3 separate regions of the Sus scrofa genome follow, and regions 1 and 3 are each linked to region 2. Evidence: chromatin contacts called from public HiChIP or PLAC-seq data. All regions are on one chromosome and are shown on one strand. The core of a region is the stretch at or near the end of the contact, and the rest is flanking DNA. Distances in the headings are between cores, read along the strand shown. Region 1 overlaps MYO5C (unconventional myosin-Vc). Region 2 overlaps TMOD2 (tropomodulin-2). Region 3 has its middle 78 kb from the start of MAPK6.

The links. HiChIP or PLAC-seq counts read pairs in DNA pulled down with a chosen protein or histone mark.
Region 1: an H3K27ac HiChIP or PLAC-seq map of alveolar macrophages shows a contact between it and region 2. The contact joins two enhancer-like sites. A contact is called at or near these places in 2 of 47 Hi-C or Micro-C datasets (embryonic fibroblasts and subcutaneous adipose tissue) and 1 of 2 datasets of contacts at active chromatin or transcription factors (alveolar macrophages).
Region 3: an H3K27ac HiChIP or PLAC-seq map of alveolar macrophages shows a contact between it and region 2. The contact joins two enhancer-like sites. A contact is called at or near these places in 1 of 5 promoter capture datasets (liver), 16 of 47 Hi-C or Micro-C datasets (alveolar macrophages, brain, embryonic fibroblasts and 10 more) and 2 of 2 datasets of contacts at active chromatin or transcription factors (alveolar macrophages and skeletal muscle).

What each region holds. Positions count from the first base shown.
Region 1 is chr1:119,464,461-119,468,869 of Sscrofa11.1, reverse strand. It overlaps MYO5C (unconventional myosin-Vc), which reads right to left. Exons shown (of 41, transcript XM_021095283.1): 9 at 3,165-3,265; 10 at 1-134. Among named protein-coding and RNA genes, the nearest start is that of MYO5C, 59 kb to the right of the region's middle. Within about 2 kb of position 2,104, at least 2 of the 83 cell types and tissues checked have an H3K27ac peak or open chromatin away from gene starts, as enhancers often do. A contact at or near this core is called in alveolar macrophages, where this site is marked.
Region 2 is chr1:119,973,168-119,977,701 of Sscrofa11.1, reverse strand. TMOD2 (tropomodulin-2) reads left to right here. Exons shown (of 10, transcript XM_001925676.5): 7 at 819-926. Among named protein-coding and RNA genes, the nearest start is that of TMOD3, 27 kb to the right of the region's middle. Within about 2 kb of position 2,266, at least 1 of the 83 cell types and tissues checked has an H3K27ac peak or open chromatin away from gene starts, as enhancers often do. A contact at or near this core is called in alveolar macrophages, where this site is marked.
Region 3 is chr1:119,690,440-119,694,838 of Sscrofa11.1, reverse strand. No RefSeq gene overlaps it. Among named protein-coding and RNA genes, the nearest start is that of MAPK6, 78 kb to the left of the region's middle. Within about 2 kb of position 2,103, at least 12 of the 83 cell types and tissues checked have an H3K27ac peak or open chromatin away from gene starts, as enhancers often do. A contact at or near this core is called in alveolar macrophages, where this site is marked.

The DNA of each region.
Region 1 (4,409 bases), core at 855-3,354, 510 kb after region 2:
GCCTGGGGCCTGGTCATGGGCTTCACCACCGTCTCAGAGGTCGTGATGATCTTGCGATTGCATAGCCACTGAGCCACTTTGCCGCTCTCCAGGCCCAGGAGCTCACAGAACACCTTCAAGTGACTGTCGTCCTCCTTCAAAAGTGAAAAGCCCAAGCCCTGTCAGGTCATCTAAACCAGCACCAGCCCACCCAGCCAGGCCCCTGGGTCTCTGCTCAGGCCTGCCAGAAAGAGGAGGATGAGCTGGGCTGAGAAGGACCATGCCCATTAGGCAGAGCCCCGTCTGGGGGTGAAGCAGAAGAGCCTGAAGTGGCACTGAGCCTGCACCTGACCTTTGGCAGGGCACCACTGTGGTAATGCCAGGTGGTCCTGGGCTGTGTTCTACCTGGATGTTATTTCTGGCCAAAGAATGTCAGTAGTGATTAGGCTACAGAAGCAATGCTTCCCCCTCTCCTGTGCACTGTGCATGTTTGAGGCCTCTCTTCCCTCTGCCTCACACCCAGGCCCCCTGTCAGAGCCTGAACTTGCCCTGTCCTTCCATGTGTGTGGTCAGGTTTTGCCAGAGGAGTGGGTAGGAGGATGTGTCTGGCCCAGGAGGTACCTAGGTGTCATTGTCAGAGAGAACATGGGGGCTCTCTGGACTAAAGCAGCTTTCCAGCCAAGATAAGACTAGTGGCGGAGGACTCCTGGATGTACAAAGTGAACCTTGTTTCTCTCGCAAGCCTGGGCATGAGAGCTGCCCCACTGGCCAGCAGACAAGGAGTGGTCTGCTCCCATTTGTCTTTAGACCACACGGACAAGGGTTCCTTGTCACTAAGCAAGGCGATATGACCCCGTGTGACTGAGTACTACCCGTCTCCTTGGGCAGGGGAACTTGCAGAGGCAGGTTAATCTGTTGACACCATCTCAGCCAACTGGGAAAACCATGACTGTAATTAAAAACCATCAGATTACAGAGAGTCCTGCCACCTCTCCACTACCCACCCACATGGCTTCTGACCAAGTTCACAATGATGTGAGTGTGTCTTTGATGTTCCTGACCCCTTCACTGGGGAGAGGACAGGCAGGCCCATTGGTTTCCTTCCAACTAAGCAGGAACCAAAACTTCCGAGTCACAAACCTTCAGCTGTAGGGGAAATGCAAAGGGGCAGCAATTTTTAAAAAATACAGTGGCTTCATCCATATTGAATTTGGCCAATATTTGATGCAAATAAATGAAAATTATAGGACTAGTAATTTTCTGCAATGATTTGACTTTTTTTTAAAATAAAATCTGTCTCCTAAAATTGTGAGACAAAGGATTTCTAGTCTACCAATTTTAACTATTTAAAATACTATCTTCACAACAAATTTCAGAGGATGGAGTTCAAAGCAAGGGCATTTGCTGGGTGGACATCTTATTTTTACTCTATGGGAGTTTGAGAAGGAAAAGTGCAGAAGCTCATCTCTGGCAAAGAACTAGAGGGAGAACTATAGACACTCCATGCTCCTATCCAAGGTCAGGAGCCCTCACCAAACTTCCCAGTCCTTTGTGAAATTACTGACCCTAGGAGGGCTGGATATAGGGGGAGGGGGATGCTTATTGTAAGAATTTGAAGAGAGGAAGGAGAATTACTTCTTGGTCATAGGGCAACAGGATTGAAGCACTAGGTCAAGAAAAGTATATGCTCCACTCTTGGTGTTCTTTCCCCTTAAATGGCAGGTGCCAGAGATGAGAAACTGCCGTATATATAAAATAACAACTGTTCCCATCACATGTTATGGGGACATGAAAATAGACATAGTTATAGACTGAATGTTTGTTTCAGTTATATGAAAAATTCATACGTTGAACCCCTAACCCCTGATGTGATGGTATTTGGAAGTGGGGCCTTTGGGAGGTTTATATGAGATCCTGTGGATGGAGCCCCTAGATGGGATTACTGTCCTTCTAAGAAAATAAACTAGAGCTTGCTTTCTCTCTGCCATGTGAGGACAGAGCTAGAAGGCAGCTGTATGCAAGCCAGGAAGAAGGCCCTCACCCAGAAATCAACCAGGCAATCACCGTGACCTTAGACCGCCAGCCTCCAGGTCTGTGAGAAAATAAATTTCTATTGCTAAGCCACCCTGCATGTGGTACTTTGTTATGGCAACCAGAGTTGACTAAGACACATGTGTTAATACAAAGCTTTAATAGTAAGGGGATGTTGCATTTCACAGAAACTTTTTAAAACTGTGTAATAGTTCTCTTTACATGGATATTGTTGAGAATAACCCAACACACACCTCATTCTAAGAATCACCACTCCTGACATCTGTTGCCAAAGAGACACACATAAGCTTATCTTGTGTCCAATAAGTAATGATATCTGTCACAAAACTTACATGGGAATCTATTTCTAGAGAGGAAGGCAGAAACACTGGTGTTTGATTAAGAGAGTGTCAGGAGGTAGGAGGCATCCTTTCTGCTTAAAACTGTCCAATGCTCTTAAGGCCATCCATGATCTGTACCACCCCCTCCACCCTCAACATTTTCTGGCCTGGTCTACCACCCCTCCTTTCATGTGTTTTCTTTTTCGCATTTACCAACCTTATGGCTATTTTTGCAATAATACTTCCTGCCTGCCTGAGGGCCTTGCACTCACTGTTCCCTCTACTTCAAACACTCTTCCCCCAGATATAGGCACAAATCACATCTTTACCAAATCGGAAAGGCTTTCTCTGAATACGCTGTACAAAAGGCATAGCCCACCCCTTCTCTGCTTTATTTTCCTTTTTAATGGCCATCCCCAGCTGCCAGAGCCTATAAATGTTTGTCATGTCTCATCCCCTCCACCTTCCTCTGCCAGATCATATGCTTCGTGAAGACCTGCTGATTTTGGTTTGTTCGTTGCTGTTTCTCCAGAGCCTGCAACAGTGTCCGGCACACTGTAAGCACTCAGTCAAAATGTGTTGAATAAAAGAAGAACAGAGAATGCATTCCCTGCCCCCGTCCCTACTGTTGCAAGGGAAAGAAGCTTTACACTTTGAAAGCAATCCATGGAAAGTCCTGCTTCCTTGTTCCTGTTAAACTGGTCTCCCCAGTAGTGCCTGGTGTTAAAATCTAAAACTGAATTACAGTGAGAGGTTCTACTGATGATCCTTCCAATACAGGAAGGTTAAAAGGAACACATATCTTACACTGACCGCCGATCTCTCGTTGCCCACTGCTATGATCTCCACGTTGCCCAGATGTAGGATGGCTGCAAGGATTTTAAAAACATCCATCTGAAAATCTTCTTTGAAACCTGAAAACAAAAATTTCCCCAAATTAGGAATACTGCATTTCTTCTCTTGCTTAATCACTAGTAAGATAAGCAGCTGAATTCATTTAGGACACTCTGGTACCATCAGTGCCAAGAGCTGGAACAGGGAACAGGGAGTGGGCCCCATTTTCTGTCTTTCTAGTTTGATATGTGCAGGCACACAGCACGACCTCTACAACCCACCAGGTTTCCCTTTTGCAGTGGCTTCTAGGAATTTCAACACAAAAACTAGTATCTGAGTGACTATTTCACATCAGGCTCCTGGGAGAATCAGTTCTCATTCATTCTGTATGCTGTGCTTTCTTGATTGTTAATTTTTTTTTTTCTTTTTTGCTCATAAATTCCCTTTTTTCTTTTTATGGAGGGTGCCGGAAGGATTGCATTTGCCCTTCCAGCTCTGCACCCTGCTCTCTGCCCCAGGAAACTTGCCTGTTTGGACCAAGGCAATGGGCTCTCATGCCCTCTGGCCAGTGGAGACCCTGGCAGGGATCAGAGAGCAGGAGACAGGTGCTGAGATGTCTCCCCATCTCTTCCCCTGCAAAGGTGCCTCAGGCAGGCTGTTTTGCCAACTGACAGAAAAGGTCACTGTTCCTGGTCTAGCACTGACTTTCCCTGACCCTCCTCCTTTCAGGATCCAATAACACCCCTATTCTTGAACAGAAAGACCTGTTAACAATTCTGGTGCTGGCCCTTAGTCTCTACTGTTCCTTGTAGCCCCCCAAGCTCCATCCATACTTTTGTAGTTACTCCCTTTCTAAATATACCCTCCTTCTTGTATCTCATTTGAAATATCTATATTTCTCTCTGGGATCCTGATTGATGGATGTGGAATATCATTTATGAATATATAATATGTGGTCACCATGAGGGGATTAGCACATTGCCTAAAGGCAAAAATAAACCAAACCAGCTACTACAAAAGACTTGGTGTCTGACCCCCATATATCACCATGGAGAATCTGCTAGTTGGGAGCAAGGCTTTGCTAAATCTGGAGCCCAGTACAGAAGCAGGGTGGATGGGGGCCAACACCAAGTGGTGATAATGACACTGTTCTTTCATTCTTTCTTTTTCTTTCCTTTCTGCCTTCTTTCCTTCTTTCTCCCTCCCCCTGCCACTTCCTCTCTT
Region 2 (4,534 bases), core at 1,017-3,516:
ATGGAGTACTTGGTATGTGCCATATCCTTTGCTAAATACTTGAAATTCATTACCTCATTTAATCCTTAGTGCCACTTAAAGAGGGTAAGTTGCCCACAGTCACAGAGCTGGTCTGTAGTGCATCCAGAGCTCATGCTGGCCTATAGTTGTGCTCTATATTGTCTCCCTCTTCAGTGTTCGGTACTATGCTAAGTGCTGTAGAAGAGGAAGTAAGATTCATTCAGTCTTTATTCTGAAGAACTTAAATTAGGAGAAAAGCACTAAGCAATAATTACAACAGGATATGGTAAGCCCCCAAAAATGTTGTGGAAATTCAGGCAAGGAAAATTTTGATTCTGCCTGGGAGAGCCCATAAATAAAAGAAGCAATATTTCTGCTGAGTCTTGAAAGATGAGTAGAAATTAGAGCAAAGATAAAGGAATTCCTAGGCAAAAGGAAAAGCATATAAAGGTATGGACAGAGGAAAACCTATGGTGTAGTAAAAGGACAGCAATTAGGTCAGTTTGGCTAGAATATAGAGAAGGAAAGAGAAAAAGGGAAGTATGGTGTATGCATCATTGGGGGGATCAAGTAAATGGAAAAATGATGCCAGAATGTCACATTGTATTAGGTTCCCTTATTGGACACTAGATGGGGGTATTGACTCAGGATAGGTCAGTTGCTAGAGCATAGATGATGAATCTATTCTCATCTCTTTGGGGGGATGGTGTGCAATTAGCCATCTAAATATATGAGGTGTTTAAAAAATCTGTGGAACCTTAGCTTGGGGGGCAGGTGTACAGGTGATTCATCACCTATCTGTGTCTTCCTCATCCTAGAACATTCCAATTCCAACCCTGAAGGAATTTGCAAAGGCTCTAGAGACCAATACTCACGTGAAGAAGTTCAGCCTGGCGGCAACCCGAAGCAATGACCCTGTGGCAATTGTGAGTAAAATTCTTAAGAGTAACATGAAAGGATAACTTGATCCCCTTGCTGTACAGTGGGAAAATAAAAAAAAAAAAGAGTAACATGAAAATATTTAATTCATTAGAAGCTATTTTTAACTTGTCTTATCAATTAACAATTTTTATTTTTTGTTTTTGTCTTTTTAGGGCCACACCCAAGGCATATGGAAGTTCCCAGCCTAGGGGTCAAATCTGAGCTGCAACTGCTGGACTATGCCACAGCCACAGCAACGCCGGATCCTTAACCCACTGATTAAGGACAGGGATTGAACCCACATCCTCATGGATGCTAGTTGGGTTTGTTACCCCTGAGCCATGATGGAAACTCCAATTAACAATTTTTAGCTCTGATAAATTTATTTTCTTTATCGTTAATAAATAAGTTATAATGAGACAGTAAAACAAGAACCCAACTGCCAGACACTTTGAGCCCACTGGAATTTTGTTAGCACTACACTTTTAGGAGAAACAAGATTAGGCCTTTAGCTAAATAAATATTTAGATTTTATTCTGTGCTTAGTACAAATTTGCTGAAACATTTTCACCTACAACATTCTGTCATTGTAAATGGATATTATAAGACCCATCAAAGCCTACAGGAACTCGACCCATAAAAAGATGTTAACATATTTCATTTTAACCTTTGAAATGGATTGATATATCTCAAAAATATTTTAAACCACCAAATCTTGTAATATTTTTTTGTTTGATACTATTAACCAGTGCTAAAAGAAAGAAAAAGAAAAACAATGGGAGTTCCCATCATGGCTTAGTGGTTAATGAACCTGACTGGCATCCATGAGGACACAGTTTTGATCCCTGGCTTCACTCAGTGGGTCAAGGCTCTGGTGTTGCCGTGAGCTGTGGTGTAGGTCACAGGTGCGGCTCGGATCCCCCATTGCTGTGGCTGAGGCATAGGCAGGAGGCCACAGCTCCAGTTAGACCCCTAGCCTGGGAACCTCCATATGCCTCGGGTGCAGCCCTAAAAAGACAAAACAAAAACAAAAACAGCAACCACCAAAAGCCCTATTCCCTCTACTTGCTTTAGATAATTCAAGTAAATAAGGAAGCCCCTGGTCTCCTGTAAATACTGGTACCATTGCCATTGTCAGTGTTAATCCTCTTAGTAACAGCTTGCATTTCTTGAGTACTGACCTCTGTGCTTTACACGCATCATCCCATGTAATCCCCACTAAAATACAATGATGTATGTACTATTATTAGTTCCAACTTTAACAAATGAGCAATCTGAGGCTCAGAGAGGTTAAGAAACTTTTCCAAAGTAACACAACAAGCACGTGGTAGAGCTAGGGTTTACCACCAAGTCTTTCTGGTTCCTCAACCAGGATGCCTAACCACCAAGCTATGCTGTACTTACAGTGCCTCACTGCCATGCATTTGCAGAAACATGCCAGTTAGCAGCAGCCTGAGCAGAAGCCTGTGGTTCTACAGCATCTGAAGCTCAGCACTTGAGTTAGACTGGGAAAATAAAAGTTTTCTTGTCTTGAAGATGTGATTTAAAGTAATATGTCTTTTGGCGGATCTAAAATAGCATTAAAAATGGGTAACATGGGGGCTCCCACTGTGGCACAGCAGCATCAGTGGCATCTCTGTAGCACCAAGAATGCAGGTTTGATCCCAGTCCTGCCCAGTGGGTTAGAGGACCCAGCATTGCCACAGCTGCAGTGTAGGTCCACAACTGTGGCTCAGATCTGATCCCTGGCCTGAGCACTCCATCTGCTGTGGGGCAGCTGAAAAAAGAAAAAAAAAACAGACACATGAAAGTAATGATGACCCATCATGGTGCTGGCACAGAATAGATGTTTGAAAAATCCTTGTCAAGTGAAATGAATGAATGAAGATACCCTTCGCCTCTTAGCAATAGACAATATTTTCTGATGATAGCAAACTTTAAATAAGCACTTAGGTAGAAAGGGACTAAGCTACAAAATTGATGTTTTCACCAGCAATCATTTCATATCTAAATTTGCAGGTTGAAAGCAATTTTTGAAACTTACTATTAAAATATAAAAAGGGCAGAACTAGAAGGTGAAATTAGCAATTTAAGGGTTCATATCTTTGTATGATTTTGTTTATAATCTCTACCCTTTAGTAGGTTTGCTTTCAATAAAGCAAAAATATTCACAATATATTTTGTATGTAAGTAACCAAAGGGGTAAATAAAGAAATGATTTGTCATTTCTATTTAACATACTGTTTATAGTAAAATGGCAGGGATGTGAATAGTTTATAATTCATTGTCAGCACTACTAGTAAATGATCTAACTTCTACTCTAGGTCAAATAGATAACTTGCTGGGTTTTTTTTTTTGTCTTTTTTTTCTGTCTTTTCTAGGGCTGCACCCAAGGCTAAGGGTGCAATCGGAGATTCCAGGCTAAGGGTGCAATCGGAGCTGTAGCTGCTGGCCTACACCAGAGCCATAGCAACGCCGGATCCTCAACCCACTGAGCAAGGCCAGGGATCAACCTGCAACCTCATGGTTCCTAGTTGGATTTGTTAACCGCTGAGCTGCGACAGGAACTCCCTCAAATAGATAACTTGTTAAATGGACTAAATAAATTCCAAATATAATAAGCTCTTTGATACTATTTTTAATCCAACAACTATGTATTGAAAAAAAACACCATGTGAGAAGCACACTCTACAACTGCAAGGAATAATGGCTATCCTTTAGGGTATTGAAAAGAAAAGCCTCTTTCAGCCTTATGCCTGGTTGGATTCACATGGTCCAGCCTTCACCATGATGATTCTTCATTTAACTATGCCATATTTAAGAAAGAAGCTTTCTAAAGCTTGAGAATTGGTTGATTACCCCACAGGCAGTAGAGAGATTTAGACTGCGATTATGGCTGAACAACTTGCTGTTGAGAATTACAAATCAGCATTAAAGAAAAAGCTTCATGGGAGTTCCCGTTGTGGCGCACTGGAAACGAATCCAACTAGGAACCACGAGGTTGCAGGTTCGATCCCTGGTCTCACTCAGTGGGTTAAGGATCAGGCATTGCTGTGGCTGTGGTATAGGCCAGCAGCTATAGCTCTGATTACACCCCTAGACTGGGAACCTCCATATGCCGCAGGTGTGGCCCTAAAAAAACAAAAAGACCACAAAAAAAAAAAGAGCTTTAAGAGACTTTTCTATTTAAGGCGCTGAAACAGATTCAACAAAGCACTTGTGGGATTATTGTGAATATAGACAAGCTATGTGTGATGCCGTTACCCCCATTTTACAGACGTGGCAACTAAGACTCAGTTTGAGTAACTTAACTAAGATTACACAGCATGTGGCCAAGCCAGCAAGTGAATTTAAGTGACTTTTAATCAAATTCATTCTAGTATGCCCCAAGCACTTCCATATAACCTCATCTTTAGTAGGGGGTGTATTAATGAAACTTGCCTCAGTAATGAATGCTGATGTAGAGAAAAGGCCCATATATGTAAAAAATGCTGTTATTATTAACAGTGATGCCACAAGGAAATCAAAAGTTCAGAACATCTCTGTCCAATGGAAATAAAAGGAGAGCCACAAATGTAAGCCACATGTGGAACCTTAAATTTTCTAGTAACCA
Region 3 (4,399 bases), core at 854-3,353, 280 kb after region 2:
GAATATTTTCAATCTGAGGTTGGTTGAATCCAAGGATGTGGAACTTGCAGATACAGAGGGCTGACTGCCCTAACTGTGTTCAGTCATGCATACTGTTCAGATGGTCTCAACATCAATCTTACTTTCTCAAGGCTGTGTCCTTGGAACACCTCCCACTATGGGAAAAGTAGGAAGAGCATACATTCCAAGGACAGGGAGGGGATGCGGAACCTCTGATTGCCTGGGTCTTTTTTTTTTTTTTTTTTTTAAGGCCGCGCCCACAAATGGAAGTTTTCAGGCCGGGGGTTGAGTCAGAGCTGCAGCTGCCTACCTATGCCATAGCAACTCAGGATCTAAACCATGCCTGAGATCTGCACTGCAGCTCACAGTAACACCAGATTCTTAACCCGCTGATCGAGGCCAAGGATTGAACCCACGTCTTCATGGATATTAGTTGGGTTTGTCACCAGTGAGCCACCACAGAAACTCCTCAGTCCTGTTCTTCTGATGACCTCCAAGGGCTAGGGGGTGGGGCTGCCTAGAGAAATGGCCTCCACAGCCCCACCGGGGTGGGGGTGGGGGGTTTCCTGTCCTTGTATCCTTATTCTAGGTGAGGTCAGTGCCAAGTATGGCCTTTGTAGTTGTGTGAGTCCACAGGTTTTCTAAAGCCTACAGAGAATGCCAAGGTGGGCATTGTATCCTAGAAACGGTGATCAGCTCAGATGCAACAGCACTCTGAGAACTCAGACTGTGTTCTCTAAAAACAATTTCTTATTTAAAGGAAATGGCTGATCCACTGAGACAGCAAAGGTACAGGAAGAACCTGGAACATCCTGTTATACTGGAAAGCAGGACCACTTGAAGACCATTATGTGCAAGCTAAGGAACTCAGGACTTTGCATGGAGTGGCTGGGATTTGCTTATATGAAGCAATGGGTTGTAAGGGAGGGTACACATAAAAAAAGACTGGTTGTGAGTTGATCACTGTTCAAGCTGGATTTTGGATAAGTGAGAATTCATTATGTTTTTTCCTCTAAATTTGTATTTTTGAAATTGTTCACAGTGGAAATATAAAAATCACAAAGTAAAAAGTGGCCATGCCACACAAAAAGGACCAAATTGTAAAACAGTTGCAAGGGCCTAATTGTACATAAAGTTAAATGAATACATAATTTAAAAGTCTAGCTTCTGGGAATTCCCACTGCGGTTCAGCAGTAACGAACCTGACTAGTAACCATGAGGACACAGGTTCGATCCCTGGCCTTGCTCATTGGGTTAAGGATCCAGTATTGCCATGAGCTGTGATGTGGCTTGGATCTGGCCTTGCTGTGGCTGTGGTGTGCTGAAGTTATAGCTCTGATTCGACCCCTTGCTTGGGAACTTCCATATGCCAAGGGTGCAGCCCTAAAAAGACTAAATAAATAAAGTTTAGCTTCTGGAAGTTCCCTTGTGGCACAGCGGCTTAAGGATCTGGTGTTGCTGCAGCTGTGGTTCTGGTTAGGGCTATGACACGGGTTTGACTCCCTGGTGTGGGAATTTCTACATACCATGGGTATGACCAAAAAAATAAAATCTAGCTTCAAAAGGTGAAGAGCTAAGGTTGAGGGAGAATTTCATTCTCTGCAAAAGAAGATAAACTACAGCAAGCACACTGGCAGCTGTGGGATGCATGAGTCCCAGGAGGTTAGAGGCAAAAGCAACCTTCCTGGTTCTGCATATCTGGGGCCCAAGACATCATAGGGTGAGTTAACCTATGCCCAAGTAAGAAAGGGCCCATGGTTAGTAAGCATTACTGTTCAAGGACCTCTTTTCATCCCTCCAGTGCCCACGAACGAAGTCATGTGGGGAGACGAGCAGACAGCAAGGCTGTATCCAAATGCCCCCACAGGCAGTGTCGATGCTGGCTCGCCCCACCCTGTGGCTCAGTCATCTTGAGGTCACCCGCTGCCCTTAGCCCACCACATGCCCTCTCCCTCCCTCACTACAATGCCATTTGCTATCTTCTGGCCCCTTCTTTTGTAAGCACCCCCCACCCCCACTTCCATCTCCTTATAGAGCAAGCCCTGGGCCTCAGCAAAAGGGTCTCTGCGGTCACTGGCCTCCCAGGACAGTTGCCAACCCTGAGGGTTACTCACAGTTACTGGAAAGCAGCTTTAAAAATAGCTGTGGTAAAGACCAGTCAGAACTGTCAAACCACAGTAAATCCAACTTCTCTTTCCTGAAAACTAATTTCTGAGAAGTAGTCCTCTCCTTTTGGATAGCTAATTTATCTCCAGCTGTGGGGGAAACTCCAATTCCCAGAAGCACACGGGATCCTGTGGTGGATGATGGTCCTGGATCCCCTTTATCTGACCCTGCCTGACATCTCAATTGTCAATTTTATAGCCAAACGGAGCCGTTTCTGGCTGTGCAGTTGGTGTTTAACACATATCTTTCAAGTCAGATTTACTCTTGCTTCAGCAGCTTGGCTTTTTTAGGTGATAGAAACATACAATTACAAGTAGGCCTAAATGCAGTTGTTTCTAAAAAGCTTCAAGATCTGGTTTTTAGAATGAAAAAATCTTTATTTCTTATGGCATTCTTATGCTCCTGTTAATTGATTCTAGGATGGTCTACCTTGGGAGCACAGATTACAGTGTAATTATTATTTTGGTTCAATATATATAACAGGCAAGAAGCACAAATGGATGTGCCAGTGTATTAGAGAAAAACCTAGTGTTCCTTTGCCAGAGCTTTTAGGTCATTTTCCTCTCTTGCTACTTTAAGAAATGCGGGGCGTTCCCATTGTGGCTCAGTGGGTTAAGGACCCAACACAGTGTCTGTGAGGATGCAGGTTTGATCCCTGGCCTTTTGGGTTAAGGATCCCGCATTGCTGCAAGCTGCGGTGTAAGTCACAGATGAGGCTTGGGTGCAGTGTTGCTGTGACTGTGGTGTAGGCTGGCAGCTGCAGCTCCCATTGGACCACTAGCCTGGGAACTAATATATACCATGGATGCAGCTATAAAAAGAAAAAAAAGAAATGCCACCCCTACTGCCCAAATATTTTAGTTCTCTAAGCTTGTGAAGTGAGTGCAGTGGAGTTTTATATGCTTTCTCATAGCCACGACAATGAACTCTTCTTGCTTCCCCCAAGCACCTTCAGTATATTTGCCTACTTTGATCAAGTTCCTCTTTTCTACAGAGGTTTTTGAAGACACCAAGACAGATGTGGGCACTTTTTTTTTTTCTCTTGGAGAAGACGCAATTTCACGTGTGACATCTGTGAGCTCAAATTTTTCATCCCCTAGTAGATCAACTATACTTTAATACAATTTTTAAAAAACTGATTATATGTTGAAATGGTAATATATTGGCTATAAATTTAAATATAATTAAATTTTAAAAAATCTTTCATCCCCTCTGTAGAATTCAGCCAAACAAATATTTACCAAGCATCTACTGTCAGTAGGAATCTATCAGTTAGGAATAAATTTGGCTTCAAGTAACAGCAAAACCAGCCTGCAGAGTTTAAAAAAATAGAGGTTCATTTTTCTCATGTAACAAAAATTCAGAAGACATGCAGCTCCTGGTATTGGTTCAATGGTTAAAAAAAAAAGATCAGGGCTAACATCTGTGATTATTTTGCCTTTCCCTCATGGGTTTGCGATAACCATTACAGCTCAGTTATCCATATGGATCCATATTCAAGGCAAGGAGAAGGAAGAAGGAGCCATGCTAGCACCATCTGTGCCTCAAGATTAGAAAAGCAAAAGATTTCGCAGAACCTCCTGAGAGACTTTTGCTAATACCTTTTTGGTCAGACCATGTCACATGAACACTGCTAGCTGCAAAGCAAGCTGAGAAAGCAACTTCCAGGACTGAAGGACCCAAGTTTCCAGATTGAAAGGGCTCACCTAAGTGCCCAGCACAATGGATGAAAATACACCCATGTGTCAATGTGATATTTTAGGACCTCAGGGCCATAGAGAAGATCCTCCAGGCTTCTGGGGAGAAAAAAATGGGCCACCAAAAAAGGATTAGGAATCAACACTGCAAGCTAAAGGAACATAGAAGAATGCCTTTAACACTGGAAGCTACAAGAAAATGGAGAAATGCCTCTAAAATTCTGAGGGAAAATAATTTACAATCTGGAATACTATACCCAAAGTATGAATCAACTGTGAAGGTAGAACTAAGACATCTTCAGATATGCATGGCTTCAACTTTTTTTAACCTCTCATATGCTCTTTCTCAGAAAGTTACTGGGGTATGTATTTCAGCAAAAGAAGGGAGTAAACCAAGAAAGAGAAAAGGCAGGGATCCAGAAAAAGGAGCTCTAACAGGTGAGAAAAGCTAAGGGAATCCCAACATGATGACACTGAAGGGAGATTGCAAGGTGACAGTTGTGCACCCAGTACAGAGGACAACCAGCCCAGATTTG